Regions from separate parts of the Mus musculus genome. Here region 2 is linked to region 1. Evidence: chromatin contacts called from public Micro-C data. All regions are on one chromosome and are shown on one strand. The core of a region is the stretch at or near the end of the contact, and the rest is flanking DNA. Distances in the headings are between cores, read along the strand shown.

Region 1 (5,337 bases), core at 640-3,139:
AAACAACTATAAACAAAAGAACAAGAAAAACAAAAAACATCTTTCGAGGTCAAGGAGAACTGTACCTCTCCTGCTGGTACTCGGTCCTACAGTAGGTACACTTCACAACAGGGTGAGCAATCCGGCATTCCTGAAATGAAAGGAGACAGTCTGAAAAGGACCAGAGGAGCAGAAAGTCTGAATTCAGTAAAAAGCTGCAGACTGGGTACTAACTGTTGCTAGCAAGAGGCCTGGGTGAGTCATGTAACTCTCTGGACCTTCTCCTCTATATGCATATCACTTCCCTGCTGTTGATGTGGGAGTAGGAATCTGTATGAACTACTCATAGATTTTAAAACAAATATATCATGAATAAGCTCTAGATTGGTCGTTAGCTCTCTAGGTAAGAGTCCAGCTGGTCCGTCTGCTGTTGTGGGATAATGAGAAGGATCACTTGTGATACGAAGGCAAAAGATTAAAGCTGTCTTGTTTATTGAACTTCCTTTAAAAAAAAAAAAAAAAAAAAAAAAGAGCCGGGAGGTGGTGGCACATGCCTTTAATCCCAGCACTCAGGAGGCCGAGTTCAGGATTTTCTGAGTTCGAGGCCTGCCTGGTCTACAAAGTGAGTTTCAGGACAGCCAGGGCTATACAGAGAAACCCTGTCTTGGAAAAACAAAAAACAAAAATAACAACAAAGAATCATACAGCCTTAGACTGAGCAACAGTACACGACTTTAATCCCAGCGTTTGGAAGACAGAGGCAGTCAGATAGATCTCTGAGAGTTCAAAGACAGCCAGAGCTACAAGTTATATGACCCTGCCTCGGAAACAAACAAGAAAAATGTTTAGATCAAAGTTTTTATGTCCAAGGGGGCCTTCAAACACTATCTTTCGGACTCAGTAAACCCAAGTGGCTTAAGGAAAGTATGTGGGCATCTTTTTGGGGGGACGCGGGGAGGTGAACTACACACAGCGGACGGACACAGACACACATTCTGTATCTGAAATATCTGAGGATCTGTCAACGGCAACTCTGCACGAGCTTGCCGACTTAACTGTTGCTCTCTTGAACCGACGAGGTGGGAGGAAGTTATATATAAAAACGCTGGCATTTCAGGGGTTAAAAAATGCTTAGGATGAGGAGGAAGGCTACCAATTAGATGCTAAAAAGTCACCCTGTTCGTGTGTGTTCCAAGACACTGTTGGGGTACTTTTTTCATTTTCCCTAATAAAGCCTTGCCACCTCTAACTTTGAGATCGGCTGTAAAGTGCCCACGAAGTGTCCAGAGTTCAAAACACTCCTCACAAGCAGCACCTGATTCCGGGGTTCAATCTCATCCAGGACAAGGGAAATCTCTGGACCGTCATTCTACACTCAAGACGACCACATCAGAAGAGAAGGCGGTCCAAGGAAATCTTCCCGGGGGGCCAGTCGGGGACAAACAGGGGAGCTGTCCCCTCCCGCGACCTCACCAGGTCGGAGAAGAAACCCCAGCCGTTGCTAAGCACCAGGACACGCCGGCTGCCAGGGCCTGGACTCCGCCCGGGGCTCCCACAAGTACCCTGCAGTCCTCTGCGGGCCCGGCTCAGCTCGTCCGCAAAACGGGCCGGCCACACCCTGCCCGAGGGGACCCCGGCAGCCGTCCTCGCTGGACCGAGAGTTCCGAACCGCGCCTGGAGCGTCCCCAGCTCCCGGCCGCCGCCCCAGCCCGCGCACCTTGCACAGCTGCTGCCCCTGAGACAGCGCCTCGAAGGGGAAGCGCTGGTGGCACTTGGTGCAGGCGTACAGCGCCGCCATGTCCGGCCCGGGCCGTGATCGCCGCCGCCCCTCCCGCCGGCCCGCCGCTTTATCTGACAGTCTCAGGCACAACCTGGCGGCGGCGGCCGGGCCGCGGGCTGCGGAGGGCGGGCGGGCGAGGGCGGGCCGCGGGCGCAGGGGCGGGCTCTCCGGTGCTCAGAGGCCGTTCGCTGGCTCGCGTGGACGTCGATCACGCGGGAGGGGGCGGAACGTGGAGTTCCCGACGGCTCTGATTCGGTCCGGGTTGGACTACGCCACTGTGACGCTCGGGGCCGCGATTATGTAAAGCGCAGTCACGCGGGGGCGCCGCCTGAAAAGAGCGTCTTCCGAGTAGGATAGCGGAAGCCCTCGGGCTCCGCCCACCTGCCCGCTGAGGCTCCGCCCTCGCTCCGCCTCTCCGGGGGCTGCGGGAGCATTGGAGCTTCTCGCGATACTCGATGAAGTTGTGATGTTTTGGGTTGCCGTGGAGCTTCCCGCTAGCCGAAGGAGTGTGGGATTGGGGTGACAGTCGGGCAACGTCGGATTCGAACTACGAGACCATCCGGAGTTTAAACCCACTGGCAACCAAGGAGGAAAGTCTATCTTTGGAGCAGGCGGAGGGGAAAAGCAGGATATTAAATGAGTGTCCTCTATGGGCTGGAGAGAAGGCTCCGAATGCTGCTTTTGCAAAGTTTGGTTCCCAGCACCCACATCTGGAGGCTCAGATCGCCTGTAACTCCAGCTGCAGGGCTATCCCTGATGCCTCTTAACTCAGCAGGCACCTGCACTCACGTGCACTTACAAAAGATGGGCAGTTGTAAAATGGTAAAACAGTAGAGACCTGAAGCTAGAATTAAAGGCAATAGGAACACGGTGGCCATGATACTCTTGAGATCGGTTGGCTGTGTGTGTATGGAGGCCATCTGTACATGACCCAAAACCTTTAATACATTTTAGTTTGTGTGTGTGTCTCTGTGTCCCCCTCACTTAATATGGAGCTAATTGATCTGTCCGTTCTAGTGTGTGTGAGACTTAGGGATTGGTTTGATCTCTAGCACTGGAGAAAGAAAAAGAGGTAGGGCATAGGAAGTGAGAGGAAAGAAAGGAATAGAAAATATCGATGATCATTCATACAATAAACCTTTTTTAAAAGTTATTTTTACTTGTAAATGTGTTTGTGGGGCTGGAGAGATGGCTCAGCGCTGACTGTCTTCCAAGGGTCCTAAGTTCAATTCCCAGCAACCACATGGTGGCTCATAACCATCTGTAATGGGGTCTGATGCCCTCTTCTAGTGTGTGTCTGAAGATAGCAACAGTGTACTTACATATAATAATAAATAAATCTTGGGGCTGGAGCCAGCAAGGCTGGAGCCAGCAGAGGTCCTGAGTTCAATTCCCAGCAACCACATGAAGGCTCAGAACCATCTGTTCAGCTACAGTGTACCCCTATACATAAAATAAATAAATAAATCTTTTTTTAAAAATGTGTTTGTGAGTGTGCATGCCTCTGTGTATGTGTGTGTGTGTGAATGCAGTGCCTATCAAGGCTAGATGGAGTCCCCCAGGGCTGGAGTTGCAGGCAGTTTTAAACTGTCTGACATGAATACTGTACAAACAGTATGTAATCTTAACCACTGAGCCATCTCTCCAGACCCTCCTTGAATAACGTGTTAAGTATTTACTATGTGACAATTCTGGCTTATGCACACAATCAATAAGCCAGACATGATCTCTGCCTTTGTTTGGCAAATTAGCCAAAAGGGGCTATGATAAATGAAAAGACAAACCGTAAGTTGAGCATAGCAGTAACACCTGTAATCACAGTACATGGGAACTGGAGGCAGGAGGATCAGAAGGTCAACTCTATCCTTCACTACTTACTAAGTTTGAGTCTAGCTAAGCTCCATGTGACCCTGTCTTTAAAAACAAACAAGCAAAAAACCCCACAGCCAGGGAGGCAGAGGCAGGTGGATCTTGATAAATTATTTCTCCATCCATGAAACAAGCCAAATTCAAGCCAGATTACATTATATTAAATGGAGGTTTATTGGGCTCTCTGGCAAGTTCACTGGCCCCAAGGATTAAGGCCAGGGGAGTCACCATGAGGGCAAAGGTCAGGGGAGAGAAAGAGGAAAAATGGTGAGCAGAGAAAGAAGAGAAGGAGGAGGGGAGGAGGAGGAGGGAGGAGGAGAGGGAGGGAGGGAGAGAGAGAGAGAGAGAGAGAACACAAGAGAACAAAATGTGCCTCTGGAGAAGGGCAGCCTAGCCCCTGGGCTGGAAAGTTCAGGATTGGGGGCAGGGTGTGCCAGATAGGGACTGAGGGATGCTGGGAGAACCTGGAGGCCAGGTCTGCTTTGATCTGTAAAATGTGCACCTCAGTTCCTTGTCCTCAGGGGCCAAAACTAAACCGAGCTCTGTGTTGGAGGCCAGCCTGGTCTACAGAGCAAATTCCAGGACAGCCAGGGCTGCAAAGGACCAAAAAAGGAAGAAAGGGGGAAAAAAAAATCCTGCAAGGAAAGAGGACAGACCTAGGACGGGAGGATGGGGGTGTGTGGGGGAGATAGGTAGGATAGACCGAGATGATAGAATGATAAAACGGAGAACTTTCTTTCTTTCTTTTTTTTTTTTTTTTTGTGGTGGCTGGCCAGCCGTGTGCTCAGACGCAGAGAACTTTCTGAGGGGCCAAGATCTCAAAGTCAAGAGGAATTTAGCCTCCTGATTTAACCAAGAGTATTCTATGCAGAGAGAGAAGGCCCTGAGATGGGAGAAAAGCCCCATGTACCTGGGCCTCAGAGGAAAAGAGGGAGAGAAAGGATACCTACAGCGTGGACAGGGCATTGTGGGCAGCACCTCGGGCCCTGTGTGGATCGATGATGATGATGTTGTTGTTGGTTTGTTTGTTTGTTTGTTTGTTTGTTTGAGATGGGAGTTTCTCTATGTAGCTCTGGCTGTCCTGGAACTTGCTCTGGAAATCAGGCTAGCCTCAAACTCAGAGATCTACCTGCCTCTGTCTCCTGAATGCTGGGCTTAAAGGTCTATACCACCACTCCCTGGCTCCGAATGGGGTTTTAGCATAGTGGATTATACAAGGCAATAAATAAATAGGAAAGATGTTACTGGCAGGTTGGGTTTTTTTGTTGTTTTTTTTTAAACAAGGAGCCACATGACTGAGTTTGTCTTTTCGAAAGATTGATCTGAGGGGCTGCATCGATGACTCAGGAGGAAGAGCTGGTTCAGATTCCTAAATTCAGTTTCCAGCACATTCATGGTGTTGAAACATCTGTAACCCCAACTCCAGGGGAGTCAGGGGACATACAAGTGGTGCACATACATACATACATACAGGTGGACCATTCATACATATAAAGTAAGCCTGATTTTTTTTTAAAAAAGATTTATCAGAGACAGAGGCAGGATTGATAAAGGGTTGAGTCTGCTCTTGTCTATGTAGTTAGCTCCAGGCCAGTGGGGGCTACATGTGAGGCCAAGTGTTAAAAACTTGTACAGCCTTTAGGATGCCCTAGGTTCCAGTCTACAGCACTGCATAAACTGGACACAATGGTGCAGATTTATAATCCCAG
Region 2 (5,240 bases), core at 9-2,508, 1.6 Mb after region 1:
ACTTATAATATATTCTAAGGGTTTTCGTGTAATACATATGAAATTCATATATAAAATTTATATAAAACCAGACATACGAAAAGTTACAAGAAATATTCACCCAGGGCTGGAGAGAGGGCTCACTGGTTAAGAGTGTGTCCTGCCCTTCCAGGAGATCTGAGTTTGATTTCCAGCACACATATTGGGTGGCTCACAATCTCCTGTAACTCTAAATAATAATTACAAACTTTCTTTTAGTTCTGCTTTGAACTGACAGAGATCTGCCTGCCTCTGTCTCTCAAGTGTTTGCATTTAAGCCTCCCATGCCTGCTAGACAAGCACTCTAACAAATGAAGTTACAGCCTCATCCCTGGATTCCAATTTTGTTTCTTTTGTTTTTTTTTTTGAAACAGTGTTTCTCTGTCCTGGAACTTGCTCTGTACACCAGGTTTGTTTTGTAACTCACAGAAATCCACCTGCCTCTGCTGGGATTAAAGGCCTGTGGTTCCACCACCCAATTCCTTGATTCGATTTTTTATTTCATGTTTTCAAAGATCTTCCATGTATTGGCTCAGTTACTCTTACATGCCAATTAGTGGCAACCCCTAGTGTCGGGTAACCAACCACTGGGTCAGCCAGGGACAAAAGGGTTTAGAGTGGGGTCTAGAACCTGGCTCCACTGCTCCAGGAGGGGAGGCTCTGGAGTAAAACTGTGCAGTCTGAGACTGGAGAGATGGCTCAGCGGTTAAGAGCACTGGTTGCTCTTGCAGAGGACCCTGATTTGATTCCTAGCTCCTATATGGTGACTCAGAAGAGCCTATACTCTAGCTCCATCCTCGGAATCCTACTCTTCTGTCCTCCATTTACACCTATGCTCATGCGCGCATGCCTACAGACACCCCCCAACATAATTCTTAAAAATTATGCATAAATATATTTACATAAATATATCAACACAATATATTAATATACACTCACTTATAGAGTATATGCATGTATTTTATTTTATCATGTATTCTATAATACTTATATAGTATAGTCACAAATTATATGAGTACATATTATATATGTGGATACATATTACATATTATAATATGTATTCATATATATATTTCTGAAAAAAAGTGCAGTCCTGCCAAACCAAACTTGGTAGTGACCTACACATGCAGAGGGTGCAGAGTCCACACAGGAATGAAGAGCAAAGCAGGAAGAGCTCCCGGGAACCGCCCGGCTTCCTTAGCGCACTGGGCGTGGTTAGGGGCGGGGCTTACGTCATTACGGCCGGGCAGAGCCCTGCCTCCTGCAGTGGCGGGAGATCTGAACGCGGGTTGGCGCTAACGCCGGCTGCAGTGGTGCGCGGTGCGCGGCCGCCATGAGGCATAGAGGGCCCGAGGAGGAGGCGTGTGGTGTGTGGTTGGACGCGGCGGCGCTGAAGAGGCGGAAGATGCAGGTGGGACGCCAATATTGAGGCGATACGCGGGCTTTGGGGGACGCCTGAAGGGAGGGGGTCGGCATAAAGGGAGGACGGGATTCGGGGCGACTGGCAGCGTGAGGCCTTTGAACTGGCGCCTCAGGCGTCCTGTGGCATGCTGGGAAGGGCTCCACGACTGGTCACCTACAGGGTGCGGTCTACCCAGTTTGCCAGAACCAGCAACATGGAAAATGCAGATCAGATCGGGGATCTGGCCCAACATTAAATGAGCATCCCTGGGGTGCTGGAGACTAATTGGGCGTTTAATATGCGTTGGCTGTGTCATTAATCTTTTTTTTTTTCACTAGTGAAAGAGGGTTGAGTAATCCAGGTTCCCCCAGTTCGCTTATTACCAACAAGTGTTAGACAATTGCTTGTTTAGCATCTTATGCTGGCCGTTGTGTTTAGGGTTTTAAGTAATATTACCTTGTTTGGTCCAGCTATATGCTAGTATCAGTCCAATTACCTAGGCAGAACATGATATGTCCCCATAAGTAGTTTCAAGAGAAATGTGACTTTTGGAGTTTAGAAAGATTGCTGTTGATTTGAGACTATTAAAGCAGATTGAATGGAACAGGTGGAGATCTGAGATTTAAATAGTATGATTAGCAGTCTAAAGAGCAGCTGTTAACCATTTTTTGCTGATGAAAAATTGGAGATTCTTGGTTTTTGTTTTGTTTTGAGCCAGGGTTTTTTTTCTGTTATGTAACTGGCTATTCTGGAACTCACTGTGTAGAGCTGGCTGGCCTTGAGCTCAGAGATCCACCTCTTTGCTTCCCTAGTGCTACGATCAGCGTGTGCAACCACACCCGACTGAAAAATTGAGGATTCTTAAAGTCATCTTACAACCGAAGTCATTTTCTTCCCCGGGGACAGCGTTTCTCTGTGTAGTCCTGGCTGTCCCTGAGCTCAGAGAGCCACCTGCTTCTGCTTCCCAAGTGCTGAGATTAAAGGCCACCATTGCCTGGCTGAAGTAATTTTTTGAGGGTAACAAACTTTCACATTTTTTTCCTCTTAACATTTTTGGAGCCGGGCGTGGTGTCGCACGCCTTTAATCCCAGCACTCGGGAGGCAGAGGCAGGCAGATTTCTGAGTTTGAGGTCAGCCTGGTCTACAAAGTGAGTTCCAGGACAGCCAGAGCTATACAGAGAAACCCTGTCTCGAGAACAACAAAAACAAACAAACAAACAAACAAACAAACAAAAAAACCAAACCAAAAAAAAGAACATTTTCGGAATAGGTAATAAATCGATGTGTTCTGAAATGTAAACATATAGTCTGTGAGATATACTCCTGGCTTTGCCTGTAATTAACACACACACACACACACACACACAAATGCATCTTTTTCCTATTTACAAATAGTTGCATGCTATACACTGGCAATTTGTGTATATTTAGGTTTTTTAAATTATTTTAATGATATCATTGTGTGTGTGTGATATGTACAGGAGTACAGGTGCCCACGGAGGTCAGAGGTGTGAGAGACCCTCCCTGAAGCTGGGGTTACAGGTAGTGGTAAGCCACCTGATATGGTGCTGGGAATCGAACTCGGGTCCTCAGGAAGAGTCCTGTGCGCTCTTAACCACTAAGCTGTCTCTCCAGGCTGTCCCCACCTACCCTGTCCCCACGGATGTCTGTGTCGGTGACTTTGGAGGGGGCAGTAGTTGCACGCACTTGTGAGCTGTGTGATACGAGCACTGGTGTAAGACCCCCATGCTGGACCTCCGCTCAAGTCCCGGGATGAGCTGGCCAGCACCCCAGTGACCGAGAGAAAACCACACCCGAGGCAAACCGCAAGAGGTTTTATCATCAGCTAGCTGAGGACGAAGTCCCAACGCTGTGCAGGGCACCGGAGCGGACAGCAGGGGGCTTTTAACAACTAGCTGAGGAGTTGGGAGGAGTTGGGAGGAGTTGGGAGGAGTTCTTCTCTTCCGGGTGTCCTTGGTGAAATTTACAAGGCAGGAGTGGGGAGTGAGTTCTTTCTGAATTTTTATCTCCCGAGTCCTCCGCACAGGAAGGCAGGCATCTCTGGTTGTAAAGTATAGAAACAAAAAGGCTTTTTGCTGGCTATAGAGAACAAAGAGCTTCTTTCTGGCTGTGTTTTTAGAGATCAGGGAAAACAAGCTTGGGGAACATTTAGGGGCTTTACCTTCCAGGGAGAAACGCTCTAAGTCGGGGTCCCACACTGGGAACTGAACTTGGCTCCTCTATATGGGCAGCAAGCTTTCTTAACCACTGAGCCATGGCTCCAGCCTGAAGCTTGGGTTTTTAATTCTTGCCTCGTGAATCGGGTTTTCCTAGAGTTGCCTTCATGCCTTTGTAATTCAGGGACATGTATAGAATGTCGTTCATTGTAATATTACCGTAGTTGGCTCAGGCTGCCGTAATGAGATACCATAGACTAGATGGCTTAAACAACAGAATTGGGGCTGGAGAGATGGCTCAGCGGTTAAGAGCACCAGCTGCTCTTCGAGGTCCTGAGTTCAAATCCCAGTAACCACATGGTGACTCACAACCATCTGTAATGGGATCTGATGCCCTCTTCTGGTGTGTCTGAAGACAGCTACAGTGTACATATACATAAAATAAATAAGTAAATCTTTTAAAACAAAAAACCTCAGAACTGGTTTTCTTAGCTCTGAGGACTGCTCGCCTCGGGATCAGAGTGTTGTCATATTCCTGTTTTGGCGAGGATTCTCCTAGCTTGCAAACAATGTGCTGGGGTGGCATTGTGATGCCTGTGTGGGTGCACGTGTGGAGGAGGAGAAACAGCAGGCTCTCTAGTGTCATTAGAGGCTCCCTCAACCTCATCCAATACTAACTACTTCCCAAGTCTCCATCTCTACATACCATCTCACCGGGAGGTACTGTTTCAGTATGTGAACTCCATGTAACACAGTTCAGTCCATAGCAGAGGGGTGTGTGTGTGTCTGTCTGTCTGACGTGTCTGTAGTCCCTAATTAATGAAAAGTTGTCTTCCATCTTTTGCTATTTAAAACAGCTACTGAGCTGATGGCATGGGACTCAGAAGCCAGAGGCAGGAGGATTCCATGTTTGAGGCCATCTTGGTATGGCTGAGTTCAGGTCAGCTTGGACTATACAGGGAGGCTGCCTTGGGGAGGAACAGCAACAAAATCACCACAAACCCAGCCTGGCCTGGTGCTCACCATGTAGACCAGGCTGGCCTTGAATTTTCTTTGACCTTCCTGCGGAGATGACAGGGCGTATGTAGTATTTAAAGGAAACGACAAATGCGAGTGTTTCTCTGGGCTCTTGGAGCCTCCGAGAGCCGATTACAGTGGTCTGTGGACCGGAATGATAGCACAGGTCTCACAGCCCTGGGCTTGTGATTGGCATCTCAAGGGGACAGTGCCTCTAACCTGTGGGGCCTGACCTCTCTGAGTAATGGTGTCACAGTGCATTGAGTCAGAGCATGTTTAGCTGGTTTTTGCTGCCTGCGTTGTTTGCTGGGCTGAGGGAAAAAAAATCCACGCACTTGGTGAATGTGTACTTTCTTAACTATATTCTCATAAAACACTTCAAATACCAGACAGGAGCACTACAGTGACTGGCAGACTGTAGAAACCTGCCTCTTCTAGAGTAGCCATCAGAGAGGCACACGGCATAGCTACTGGCCAGTGCTTTGGAAAACCTGTCTTCCCCCCTCTTGGTCCTTTCATAAAACTGTTACTTTGGAGAGAATGGGGGTGGCATATAGTTGGCCTCTAATGAGAGCGAGTTCCTGTCTTACCTGTTCTCACTGCCACGAGCGTACAGCACTGGCCTC

What was found. A called contact is a pair of places that touch in the nucleus more often than the background predicts.
Region 2: a contact with region 1 is called in a Micro-C map of the G1E-ER4 cell line. The contact joins the promoter of Aunip here to the promoter of Fam76a in region 1. A contact is called at or near these places in 3 of 484 Hi-C or Micro-C datasets (all in the G1E-ER4 cell line), 2 of 115 datasets of contacts at active chromatin or transcription factors (embryonic stem cells and pancreatic cancer cells) and 1 of 9 other capture datasets (liver).

Annotation. Positions count from the first base shown.
Region 1 is chr4:132,920,662-132,925,998 of GRCm38.p6, forward strand. It overlaps Fam76a (family with sequence similarity 76, member A), which reads right to left and starts at 1,890. Exons shown (of 9, transcript NM_145553.2): 1 at 1,697-1,890; 2 at 66-130. The coding sequence starts at 1,777.
Region 2 is chr4:134,509,741-134,514,980 of GRCm38.p6, forward strand. Aunip (aurora kinase A and ninein interacting protein) reads left to right here and starts at 1,259. Exons shown (of 3, transcript NM_001081099.1): 1 at 1,259-1,429. The coding sequence starts at 1,352. Paqr7 (progestin and adipoQ receptor family member VII) reads left to right here. Exons shown (of 2, transcript NM_027995.3): 2 at 1-497.